Regions from separate parts of the Ovis aries genome. Here region 1 is linked to region 2. A link is a contact called in public Hi-C data. All regions are on one chromosome and are shown on one strand. The core of a region is the stretch at or near the end of the contact, and the rest is flanking DNA. Distances in the headings are between cores, read along the strand shown. Region 1 overlaps ATG10 (autophagy related 10). Region 2 overlaps LOC132659902 (a long non-coding RNA gene).

Region 1 (5,469 bases), core at 590-3,089, 300 kb after region 2:
ACTCAAATGTTAAACATTAATGTGGGAAACTCCCTTTTCCTTACCTCATAGTCCTATATTTATTTAACTGTTATTTTGCATGAAGAAAACCTCGGCTTTCTCTTTGTGTGTGTTAATGTGCTTCTTTTTATTGACAGCCACATTCTGTTATTGTATTTGCTTTTTTTCAGGAGGCTGTAGATCCCCCCCTGGATGATTTTGAGGTAACCGAGACCACCACGGCAGCTGAAGTGATTAAATATGAGTATCATGTCTTATATTCCTGCAGCTACCAAGTGCCTGTGCTTTACTTTAGGGCAAGCTTTTTAGGTAAGACCATGTTGGAAGCTAAATGTAAATTCATAACATTTACATATAAGGCAGAAAGCAGATTTGGAAAATTATTCTTGAGAGAAAAAAAGAAAAGAGTTAAAAATAAGAAAACTGTGGGTGAGGTAAGGTTTTACCAGTAAATTTTCTCATGCTTTAGAAAGAATATCAAGACTTTAGAGTGAATGATATCATCTCAGCCCTAAGTCTGATCTGCAGATTCTTGGCCTCCTGCCCAGCGTTGACTAAGCCCCCTGGCCCTTTTTCTTTTCTTTACTTTAAACAAGTAGGAACAACTTAAAGCTACAATGTTTATTTACTTCTAACTTTACAGTGAAAATTTCTTTCAATCTCAAATGATCCCATTAACTCAAAAGTCCCCATGCCTCCTTCCCCAACACTAATTATTATTTTAGGAACTGTTTATCAGTCCATTTAAGCTATGTTTAAAAATAGCACTAACATTTCCTTCGGCCATCTATACATCTCCAGTGCCTCAGCTTCCTGCAGTGTTACTCAACTCATCCCCCTTGCCAAGAAGGTGGAACACCCTGTCTCCTCTGAGGTCTTGGCTAATAAAGCTTATTTAATCAGCGGCCACATGAAGTCCTCACCCTGCAGCACAGCCAGGGCTCCCCGCTTCACGTCCTCTGACTAAACCAGGTCAGCGTTTTGAGGCCTCTCCACCCTGGGCTCAGAAGTCAAGAGGAACCACCTCCCCAGCCCACCCCTACCCCATTTCTCTTTTTCTCTCTGGACTTATCAGCAGCATTTTGCATTTTGGACAGCCTTCTAACCTTTTCTGGATAGCTAAGACATCTGAATTTAGCCAGTGATATTTTATTTTTAATTAAAAAGTAGCTTAAGCTGCTTTGAATGTGTATTTGGTAGATTTAATCACTTGCTGCCTTATATTGTTTAATGGTCTCTAATTTTGCAGTGTTGGCGGTTTAACAAGCACTTAGGATTTAAAACACAAGAACAAATTCTCATAGACTCCCTGGTGAGAAGATTTTAATCTGAGGTGCAGCTCCTAAGAACTGACAATTTGGGGTAAATTTTCAACATGGGACATGGGGAATTAAGGACACTGAGTTTACTAATTCACAAACTCTTGCTGCAGATTAATCCATATGATTATTATAGGCCTTTAAAATACTCACTTTATTGTGATTCTACTTGGTTTGGAGCCCAGAGGTTAAAGGAAGCTTCTTGTCAGTGAGCTGTGTTATACTGAAAAATAGAAGGGGTTACATTTATTTACTGGAGGGGAGAAAAATGTCCTTCTCGGTTTTGGTTTGCAAGGACTCTACCCAGTAGCTTCTGGATTCATGTCGAGGCTGCAGGTAAAGGAAACAGGATACCATTTCTTCAATACTGTACTTTCATGTAATTAGTATTCACCATAAGCAGTTAATCACCAGAGAAGAGCTCCCAGAGACAAAACAAGTTGTTTAGCTTGTCAGCGTTAGGGAATCGGAGGTGTTGAAACATGACTGCTTCTAGCTGGAAGTGGGTCTTGCTGAGGCTGGTGGATGAGCTCATACGTGTGCTTTGCTCTTATGTGCCAACAGCTCCCCTTACAGTACAGCACAGTAATTGTTCCTGCAAGTTCAATTATATTTTAATGAAATTTGTATACTTTCTACGCTCTTTTCTTCATGGTGGTTTTCTGTTTCTTAAAAAAAACACACAAAATAACTAGCCTTTTTTGATTCTATTTATATATTTTAAGATGCTCTTTGTTTATGCTTTTATAAAGGAAACACAAACAAGTCATTTACTTTGTGTCGAAGCATTTCTTATTCTTCACCCTCCCCATTCTGTGTTGTATAGAATTAGCGTTAGGAATTTTTAAATTCTGGAATTCACTTAGTGATTTTTCAGGTGCATTAGAATATCAGATTTAATATTTGCAAAGCATACTGAGTGTTTTCTTGTGGAGAAACATGAAGAATGGTTCTTTCCTTTATCAGAGTCTGATAATTTCTTTTCCTTTCTCTACCTAACTTAACCTAACAGGTGTTCTGAAAATGTATTATCCTTTACTCTGGAGTCATAATTTTTCCTTTTTTCCCCTCAGTCCATTCCCTGTTCATATGTTATGTGGTTACTCTGGCCTTTCATCTGTTAAACAAATCTCTGTTAGTGTGGTGAATTGAATTCCTAACATCTTCTTCTTATTCCAGGTCCAGATTTTTCTTTGTCTCATTCTAAGAGAATTCCGACCTAGAAACAGGATGGCTATAAAATTTCTTGCTCAGGGGTCTTTTTTTGTTATTGTTGCTTCAAAAATAGTTCACTCAGCCTTGTTTTTGACAGGTATTTAGAATTTTTTTTTTTTTTTTTTTTTTGCATTTGAGTCTTAGTAAAAATTAGTTTCTCTGCTTTGCTCTGAATTTTATTCTAGTACCTTTTTTTTTTAGGTAAAGCAAGTAGTAAGTAATTCCTATTTAAATTGATATTACCTTTTCTTTTATCAACTAGCTTAGATGTAAGAGGAAATCTTTATTCTGTTTCTTAAAGTACAACTACATTGGACTGTGATCACCTCTTACTCCTTGATATGTCCAGTGTCTGCCAGGCCAACTATTGCCCAAGACTCAGCTAACATGCCATTTGTTGTTATCACCCCTGTGTCATATTATATCACATTATATCATATATCACATGTTGCATGATATCAGAAAATTATTTGTTTACTTGTTCCCTATAAAATGATAATCTAGAAGGGAGGAGGTTAAGGTAAAAAGAGAGAGAAAGGCAATTAATAGTGAGTACTTCAGCCTACAGAGTGATAAGCTTTACTCATAGATGTGTGTGGGTGTGTAATACTTATATTACATATATATTCTTTGTCTTACTCATTTTAATGCCCATAGTATTAACTGTGGCACAATGTCAGCAACTATTGAATGAACCTAGAGGAGGAATTTCTAACCATTTCTGCATACAGTTCAAAGATGGAAACCTCGAAACCTTATGATGGTTTCTTATTTGAACTTTTCTGATGAGTTATATGCTGCTACTGCTGCTAAGTCACTTCAGTCGTGTCCAACTCTGTGCGACCCCATAGACGGCAGCCCACCAGGCTCCCCCATCCCTGGGATTCTCCAGGTAAGAACACTGGAGTGGGTTGCCATTTCTTTCTCCAATGCATGAAAGTGAAAAATGAAAGTGAAGTCGCTCAGTCGTGTCCGACTCTTAGCAACCCCATGGACTGCGGCCCACCAGGCTCCTCCATCCATGGGATTTTCCAGACAAGAGTGCTGGAGTGGGGTGCCATTGCCTTCTCCAAATGAGTTATATGGAAGGGAGTAATTCTTTTGTCTCCAGGAAACTCAGAACCCAAGCCATCTCTATATCTTTACTCTTTAGTTTGTTGCTTCCTAGAGACTGTAGGAATGGTTGGCTAAGGAAAGTGGAAAGTCCTGAGGACTCAAAGCTGAGCATTTCCGCTAGCTGGGGAGCTGTTCTGCTTCTGTAAACACATATTTGCGTTGGATCCCTGAAGGCATACAGCCAAGGTGGTGCAAAATTCTGTTTCTGGGCACCTCTCGTTTCTACTACTTGGGCTTATAGGAGCTCAGTTGCTGAGGGTTTGATTAATTTAAGAGAGAAAATGTCCTTCCCAGTGCTCTTTTTTCCCTATCCACTCTTGCCATTTTAGGTTTGGGAGAGGTGGTGGGGCACGCTTAATACCATTTGCTCCTCAGCAGTGGGTGAGAGGTCATTGCACTTCTCTCAGGCATTGATACTAATAAATAGCCTACCCTAAAATGGTGCTTTATTGACTATGAAGTCCATTCTCACAAAGCACTGATATCTTCAAGTGGCTGTTTTTTTCCTCCAACTATTTTTAAAGCACACTGTGTTAAAGAATTATTTGTATTGTGCAAAAGGCTTCTAAGTACTGTTCATCATTCCAACACCTTTTTATGTCCCAGTTTTCCCTTTGTGGGGGCTTGGCTTTGGTCAGAAGTTGATAGCAAGTGTTAGAAATGTGTTGTAAATCTTGCGCATATACATAATAGCTTTGGGCTTCACCAGACTCCTAAGCTTACCTGGTTTTCCCTTTCATTACAACTACAGATTTCTATATTTATTTCAGCTTGAATTCTGATTAATTTCTTCCCTGTCTCTCTTCTTTTCCTTTGTTCTCAATCTCTGTTGAGAAGTAGACCAAGTGGTTCTTCTCATTTTCAGAATATTTATTTCTTTGGTGCTGACGTATGAGTTCTTCTTGGGAACCATTCTGACATATTTCTTTAATTAGTTAGAAGGGCAGCTTTTGAATAGGGAAGGAAACATTTCTTCCATTCAGCAACTGAATGTCTGTTCTTTCTCAGGATCTGTTTTATTATTGGTCTAGAGAGTAAGAGTAGAGAATTAAAAATGTAACCCAGATATTTCATATAGAAAATTTATCCACTTGTTATATGCCTAAACTATGTTCAAATAGTCAAAGAATAATTCACTCTTAAAAGCAGCATAACCAAACCAAGATAAAGGCCAGATCAAAAGAATAATGAAAAGATTGGAATTAGAGCAGTGTTTACATCATCAGCGAGGAGGAAGAAGAGGTTTGTCCCTGGTGTGGTATGAGAGGGAGTCTTTGGACTGTGTAGAAGAAAATAACAGGAAAACAGGAAAGATGAGGGTTGGAGGAAGCTGGAGAATAAAAATAAAATATCCATAGCTCTAATCAACAATTTTCAAGGAAACTGTACAGACTGGCTTTTCTGAAGAGGCTGGGAAAAGTACTAGGGAAAGGGAGGTGGATGAGTGCCAAGCTGTAGGGCTGGAAAGCATGGCCTGTTTGGGGAATAGTGAGAAGCTGGTTTGAGGAAAATCTCTACTTCAAACTGTGCAAGATGGTTGGAAAGATATGTTAAGGTCACATTATAGAAGAGATGATGGAATGGATTTGGAGGATATGAGAAAGAAATGAAGTGAGAAGTGAAAGAGATTGAGCAAAAGTGAATGAGATCAAGGGAGGGATTTTCTAGAACAGAAACTATGACTGAGTAAAACAGAAAGAATTAATGAAGGATGAGAAGAAATTATGAAGAATGAAATTTTGGGAAAAGGAATTTTGACTTTTTTAGTGTTATTGTTGCAATTTTTTTAAAAGAAAAATTTAAATCATCTCTTAGAGAA
Region 2 (5,580 bases), core at 1,768-4,267:
AACATTTAAAAGGGAGAGAGAAAATAACTCTTCAAATATAAGAAGCTACATTCTTGACCTCGATACCCTTCAACAAAGAGTATTCTTTAGGTCCTTTTTTCCTTTGGAAAGAGACACTAGCTCTAAATCCCTTAATAATTCTACTTGATTTAAATCTGACTTTAATCCTGCATGATAAATTAAGATTGTGTATCTCTTCACCTTTGCTTTTTGGAGTAATTTGTCTAACCCAACACCTGCATAAATAGATCAGCTCCTCTAGGTGATACGAAGGCACCGGGAAAAGTATCATTAGCTCCAAGACAGCTACCTTACCAGGGGGCACCCTGACCCCACGCGTGCTTGAGAGCTTCAGGAGTGGTTGCATTTAGAGACCCACACACTGAAGGAAGGACATCTGATTCCTCTGATTGCATGTAGAGTTGCTGGACAGCTGCTACAGGTCTCCTCTTACAGTAGTCCCAATCCTCCAAAGTCCTCCCACAAAAAAACTCTACTTAGAAAGGGCTTCCCAGGTGGTGCTAGTGGTAAAGAACCCACCCACCAATGCAGGAGACATAAGAGATGCATGTTCGATCCCTGGGTCAGGAAGATTCCTGGAAGAGAGCATGGCAAGGCAACCCCCTCCAGTATTCTTGCCTGGAGAATCTCATGGACAGAGGAGCCTGGCGGGCCTCAGTCTATAGTGTTGCCAAAGAGTTGGACACGACTGAAGCGACTTAGCACGCATGCAGAGGAAGAAAGCATTGTCCCTGGGAGGATGCCAGGTAGCCAGCCAGAAGGAGGAACCTGAGGTCTGCCCCAACACAGTAATTCCCTGTAGCAGGATAATGTGCCTTTCCTGGAGCTGGGCCGACTTTGCCCTGAGGTTATATTTCCACACAAAGAAGCCTTTAAGGGTGCCGGTGCAGACCTCCACACTGAAGGTTTATGTCTGTCAATCTTAGAAAAAAAGGAGGCCATAATAAAACTACAGGAGCCAGCAGTAGGGAATTACAACTTCAGGATTAGTGGAGGTCTGCCTATAGCCCTGCTAGCTGCTGAGCGCTGATCTAAGGACAAGAACACTAAAGCGAAAGGAATTTAAGTCAATTGACTGCTGGATTGCATGAGTAGGACTCAGAGAAGCGGGTACTTGCTGAGGGTGGCGCCTGATGCTTGGCCACTGCCATCATGTCACCCCAACTGGGGGACCCAGAGTTGGAGAGGAGGGGAAAGGTTCACCCAAGTCAAACGAGTTGAGCAGGACTGCAGATGCCCAAGTTGGAGGTTTTGCTTGCAGCAGCCAGAGCAACTCCAAGAGTAATTCAAATGATTCAGTTAATAAGAACAAATGCTACTTAAGGTCTCAGTGAGTGACCACAATAGGCAGAAAAACAGGAAATACAGCAGAAGGTGGACCGGCACACTGCAAAGAGACACAAGAGGGAGAAAAAAGTGGTGCCCTCTGGGAACTAGGCAGAGGGAAAGGTGGCGAAGTCATTGAGTGCATCAGACTGGCTGGGGTGAGGTCTCCGGGGTAAGGTTGGGGAGGGATGGGACAGCAAGTGGGGAATGGAGCTGAGAATAGAGAGGGCATCATTGCCACCTGTCCAGCATCTCCACAGCCCTCATTTTGGCAGTGTGGCCCTGATTCTTGCACAGAGGCTGGTTGGACCCAGCTTGAGAGCTTCCTAAAATATCCTTGGGTCTGATGCAATATCACTTTGTGATGGCACTGCATTGCGATGCGGTGACAGGCTAACCTGGTGGTGGAGTAGGAAGGCCTTTTGTGTCTTCATATGACCATGTCTGAGAGAGACCAAGTGAGCAGAGTGTTCCCAAAGGGCAATGGGGCACTTGAAAGACTGGTTAAGTTCTCTGATGAGGAAGGAATCGAGTTCCCAATTCCCCACTCCCACTACAGAGAACAACCACTTTTGGAGAGCTCAGTCAGGACAGGGAGACTCAGGCAGACCCCCAGGGCACCCTAAACTGCACCGGGAGCAGAGGAAGGGTTGTGCTAAAATCAACCTTCACCCTGAAGAAAGCAGGAAAAAACAAGATAGCTTGTCCCACAGCATGCCCTCTGGGCAAAGGAGCTGGGTTGGGGAATTGTAGAAGAGACAGGCCTAATCTGGAGAAAGCCACCAAGAACTACCAAGAGCTGGCAGCAAGGTCCAGGTTGGCCTAGGTCTCCAAATAAAAACAATTTGCCTAGCTCTAGGCCAGTCCTTGTTCTGCATCATGATATGAAATTTGAAATGTGAATTAAACCTTGCAAAGGAATGTAACTCTTTCCTCCCTCCCCCAGGCCATTCTATCTTTCTTAGAGAGGGTGAGGTGGGTCAGAGGAGGAAGGTGTAACATTTTTGCCCCTTTACCAAAACATGGAAAGTGTCCTCACCACCTCTCCCACCATCCCTGTGCCCACCCCACCCCCTCCCCAGTGCTAAGAGTGTTCAAAACTAAAAGCCGAAGCATCTTTTCAGCAAGTAATCAGCACAAGTTGAAAAGCACATGCTGTTGCATTTCTGATCAGATTGTATGTTAAGCAGGAAAATATCCACCCCCCCACTCTCCCCCACTTTTTTTTTTTTTTTTTTTTGGCTAAATGCTTGTCTGTTTAAAGAAGCCACCAGGCAGTGCCTCTCACTTTGTCTTGGCAGGGCACAACCATCAGACGAAGTGGGAGGAAGAAACATTAACTTCAACAGCTGTTTCTTGACCCCGGCTGTCAGTCTTCCCAAGAATAAATTTTGGAGAGTCCTATTTGAAACAAAGAGGGAGTTTTGGGGGAGAGAAAAGTTGGTTGATTCCAGGGCGGCCGCCTAAAGGAGCAGGGACCAAGATGCTGGCAGTTACCATGCAGCCTGCCAGCCTCTGCCGGGTGTAGGGGTGGAGCAAAGTAACTTGAAAGCTCCCCTCTCGGCGCCCTGTGCCTGCAGCTTCCCCCCCTAACGCGCGCCCAGATCCAGCGCCGGTGGTAAGAGCCGTAGCTCGACTACAGTAATTCCCCAGCTCGGGCGGCTTGAAACTGCTCGGGCTGAATAGCATTTGCTGTTCCGTCCGGCGGCCGCCTCCCGCCGCAGCTGCCGCGCTCCCTGCAAAGCAGCTCTCATTATCCCGGAAGTTGTGCTGACACTGTCTCGCTGCCACCAGAAGTTTGTCAACATCAAACTTCTCCTGTGTGGGGTACGTTCACCTTCCACGAGTATTTAATCGAGCCAACAAGCAAACAAACAAACCCAAATAAACCTGCCCGTGATGTCATGGTCTTTTTTTTTTTTTTTTTGGCTTTTGCTTTCCTGGAAGGCTGGGGCTGGTAGGAATTTGCTGGTGGGCGCTCAGAGCGCCGGTAGGTTTTAGGGGGGCTGGCGATCAGGGACCCCCCCGACCCAGGGTGAGGAGTAGGGAAGGGATTGGGATGGTGTGGGGAAGACTGGGGCTGGGAGGCGGGGGCCGGGGCCGGGGCAGGCGGATGGGTCCTGCAAAGTCTTGGCTGCGGTGGGTTTGGAGGATGCCCTGTCATGGGGCGAAGGTTGTTGCTTGGCGGCCCCGACCCCGCAGCAAAGGTTACCTGGACCAGGTGGCCAGGCGTGTATAACCGCGGGGGTTTTCTTCACTCCCACTGCACTCTGTACGCCTGCAGGACGTTTCTACAAACACCCCTTGGGGTCTTTGGGAATAAAGGGCATTAGGGTCATAAATGTATTTTTGAGGCTTCAGCTGCAACATCAAAGAAATCCTTGAGATCTGAGGGCAGCACCTTTTCAGCTACCTTGATAAAACCGTTTGGTCTAAACTTAACTCCTTTCCCTAAGCCAGGTCTCCAGGTTTAGTTTGAGTTGCTCCTGGGTTTGGGTGTTTGTGGTTTCCAGTTGCTCTCCCGCTGAGACACTCCTGGCTCTGTCGCCGGGTGGAGGGGGGAGAGGAGGAAGAGGAGGATTGTGATTAACCCTTTCCGCCCCGTGCTTTTATCCGGGTACAGTCAATCCTACTCAGACTGGAGAGGACAAGGCCTGACTTGCCGAGTTTTGGCACTCATGAATTAGCACCCCTTGAGGGCTATGGGTTTTGGGGGAGGAGCTGGAACCTCGGACACTGATATTAACTTTATGTCTAGTTTGGGGAGGCCACACTCCTCCCCAACTAGATATAAAGACAGGGGAGATCCCAGGGAGGGTGCTGCTGTATGTCAAGTCAAGTCAGGTGTGGGCAACTGAGGGGGTTCAAAATCCCTAAAGCAAGCGGCAGCCCAAAGCCTGCCCTCTTGAATTGGAAATCTGTCCACTTGTGGATGCAGCAAAATTTTTCTGTATTCTTCAATAATAAGTCAGAGTGGATAAATACCTCTATAAAGAATATTACCCATTATCCAGTATGGTATTGCAGAGACGCTGATTTAATCCATTTAGGGAGGCAGGTACTCGATTTACTCTTGCTGGTAGACTGTTATTAACCACGTTTTTAGAAAAATTATATCTACAGTCACCTATGTTTGATAACAAGAAGCAAGACGATCTCTCTTATTTTCCAAACGACCCTAAACAGGAAAATTGTGCTAGTCCCAAAGGGCTAACTTACCTTAAACACAAAACAAAAACAAAAAGCTAAAAATAAAACCTAAAGAACTGAGGTGTTTCTCTGGCACTGGAAGTTACTTTTGACAAACACAAATCAAACTGATTCAAATACATTTCTAGAGCAGCCAGCCCTAAAAAAAATTAAAAAATAAAAGCCACACACAAAGAAGTGTGTATTCTTAAAAGTTTCGCTATTCACTACAGTGAATTTTCCTTGTTGGTCTTGCCTCAAAAGTCTCCCTGAATTATTCAGACTTATTTTCTTTGGGTGGTACTTTAATTTTTATTTATTTATTTTCTTACAATCCACAAAGTACTACTCAACATTGTTGTACCTCAGTGTGGACATGAATCAAGAAGGACGTGTGGAGGATTCCATTTCCAACTCCATGTGCATGAATTTTTTGCCCTGGCTGTTAATCTGTCATGGTGTAAAAAGCCTGATTTACAAAGGCTGGAGGACTTTTTTGCAGAGCAAGGTTTTGTATGGTTTCTATGGCTGGGCTTATATACAAATAAAACTATTTTGCATTTCTGTCCACAATTTCCTAGTTGCACAAGGATAATTTTCAGAGTTTTCAGCTTCTAGTCCCTGAATGGGAGCGGCAAGCATGAGGAAACAATTTCTTTTTACAGTGATGTGAGCTCAATGCTCTTCTGGATTTAGTTACTTCATAAGGTAAATATCACTAAATGTGCGCTGAGATCTTTGGGGATCTAAGGTGGTGGATGGGTGAAAACTGTCTACTGTGAAATGCTAAAGAATGTTAAACAACAGAATTCGTTTACAGAGCTAATTGGGTCAACTATGGTACTCTTTTAAAGTGGAAATTAATTCGAACATTTGAAAAAAAAGTACTCTCAGTTTACTTTTGGTTACATTTAGGTTATTTTAGTCACTATGATTTTTAGAATTTTACCCCAGGAATTCAATTAAAATAGACCCTTCCAAAAAATGTACATTATCCAATGAATAACATCCTCTAGTGAAAATGTAGGTTTTAAACTTCATGCT

What was found. Hi-C and Micro-C count contacts between places; a contact is called where the count stands out from the background.
Region 1: a Hi-C map of tail adipose tissue shows a contact between it and region 2, with 4 times the contacts expected there. The contact joins two enhancer-like sites. A contact is called at or near these places in 4 of 16 Hi-C or Micro-C datasets (hypothalamus, skin fibroblasts and tail adipose tissue).

What each region holds. Positions count from the first base shown.
Region 1 is chr5:79,671,267-79,676,735 of ARS-UI_Ramb_v3.0, forward strand. It overlaps ATG10 (autophagy related 10), which reads left to right. Exons shown (of 7, transcript XM_060415984.1): 4 at 171-309. Among named protein-coding and RNA genes, the nearest start is that of TRNAC-GCA, 80 kb to the left of the region's middle. Within about 2 kb of position 1,840, at least 39 of the 54 cell types and tissues checked have an H3K27ac peak or open chromatin away from gene starts, as enhancers often do. A contact at or near this core is called in hypothalamus and tail adipose tissue, where this site is marked.
Region 2 is chr5:79,373,379-79,378,958 of ARS-UI_Ramb_v3.0, forward strand. All of the region lies in intron 1 of LOC132659902 (a long non-coding RNA gene), which reads left to right. Among named protein-coding and RNA genes, the nearest start is that of SSBP2, 97 kb to the left of the region's middle. Within about 2 kb of position 3,018, at least 52 of the 54 cell types and tissues checked have an H3K27ac peak or open chromatin away from gene starts, as enhancers often do. A contact at or near this core is called in hypothalamus and tail adipose tissue, where this site is marked.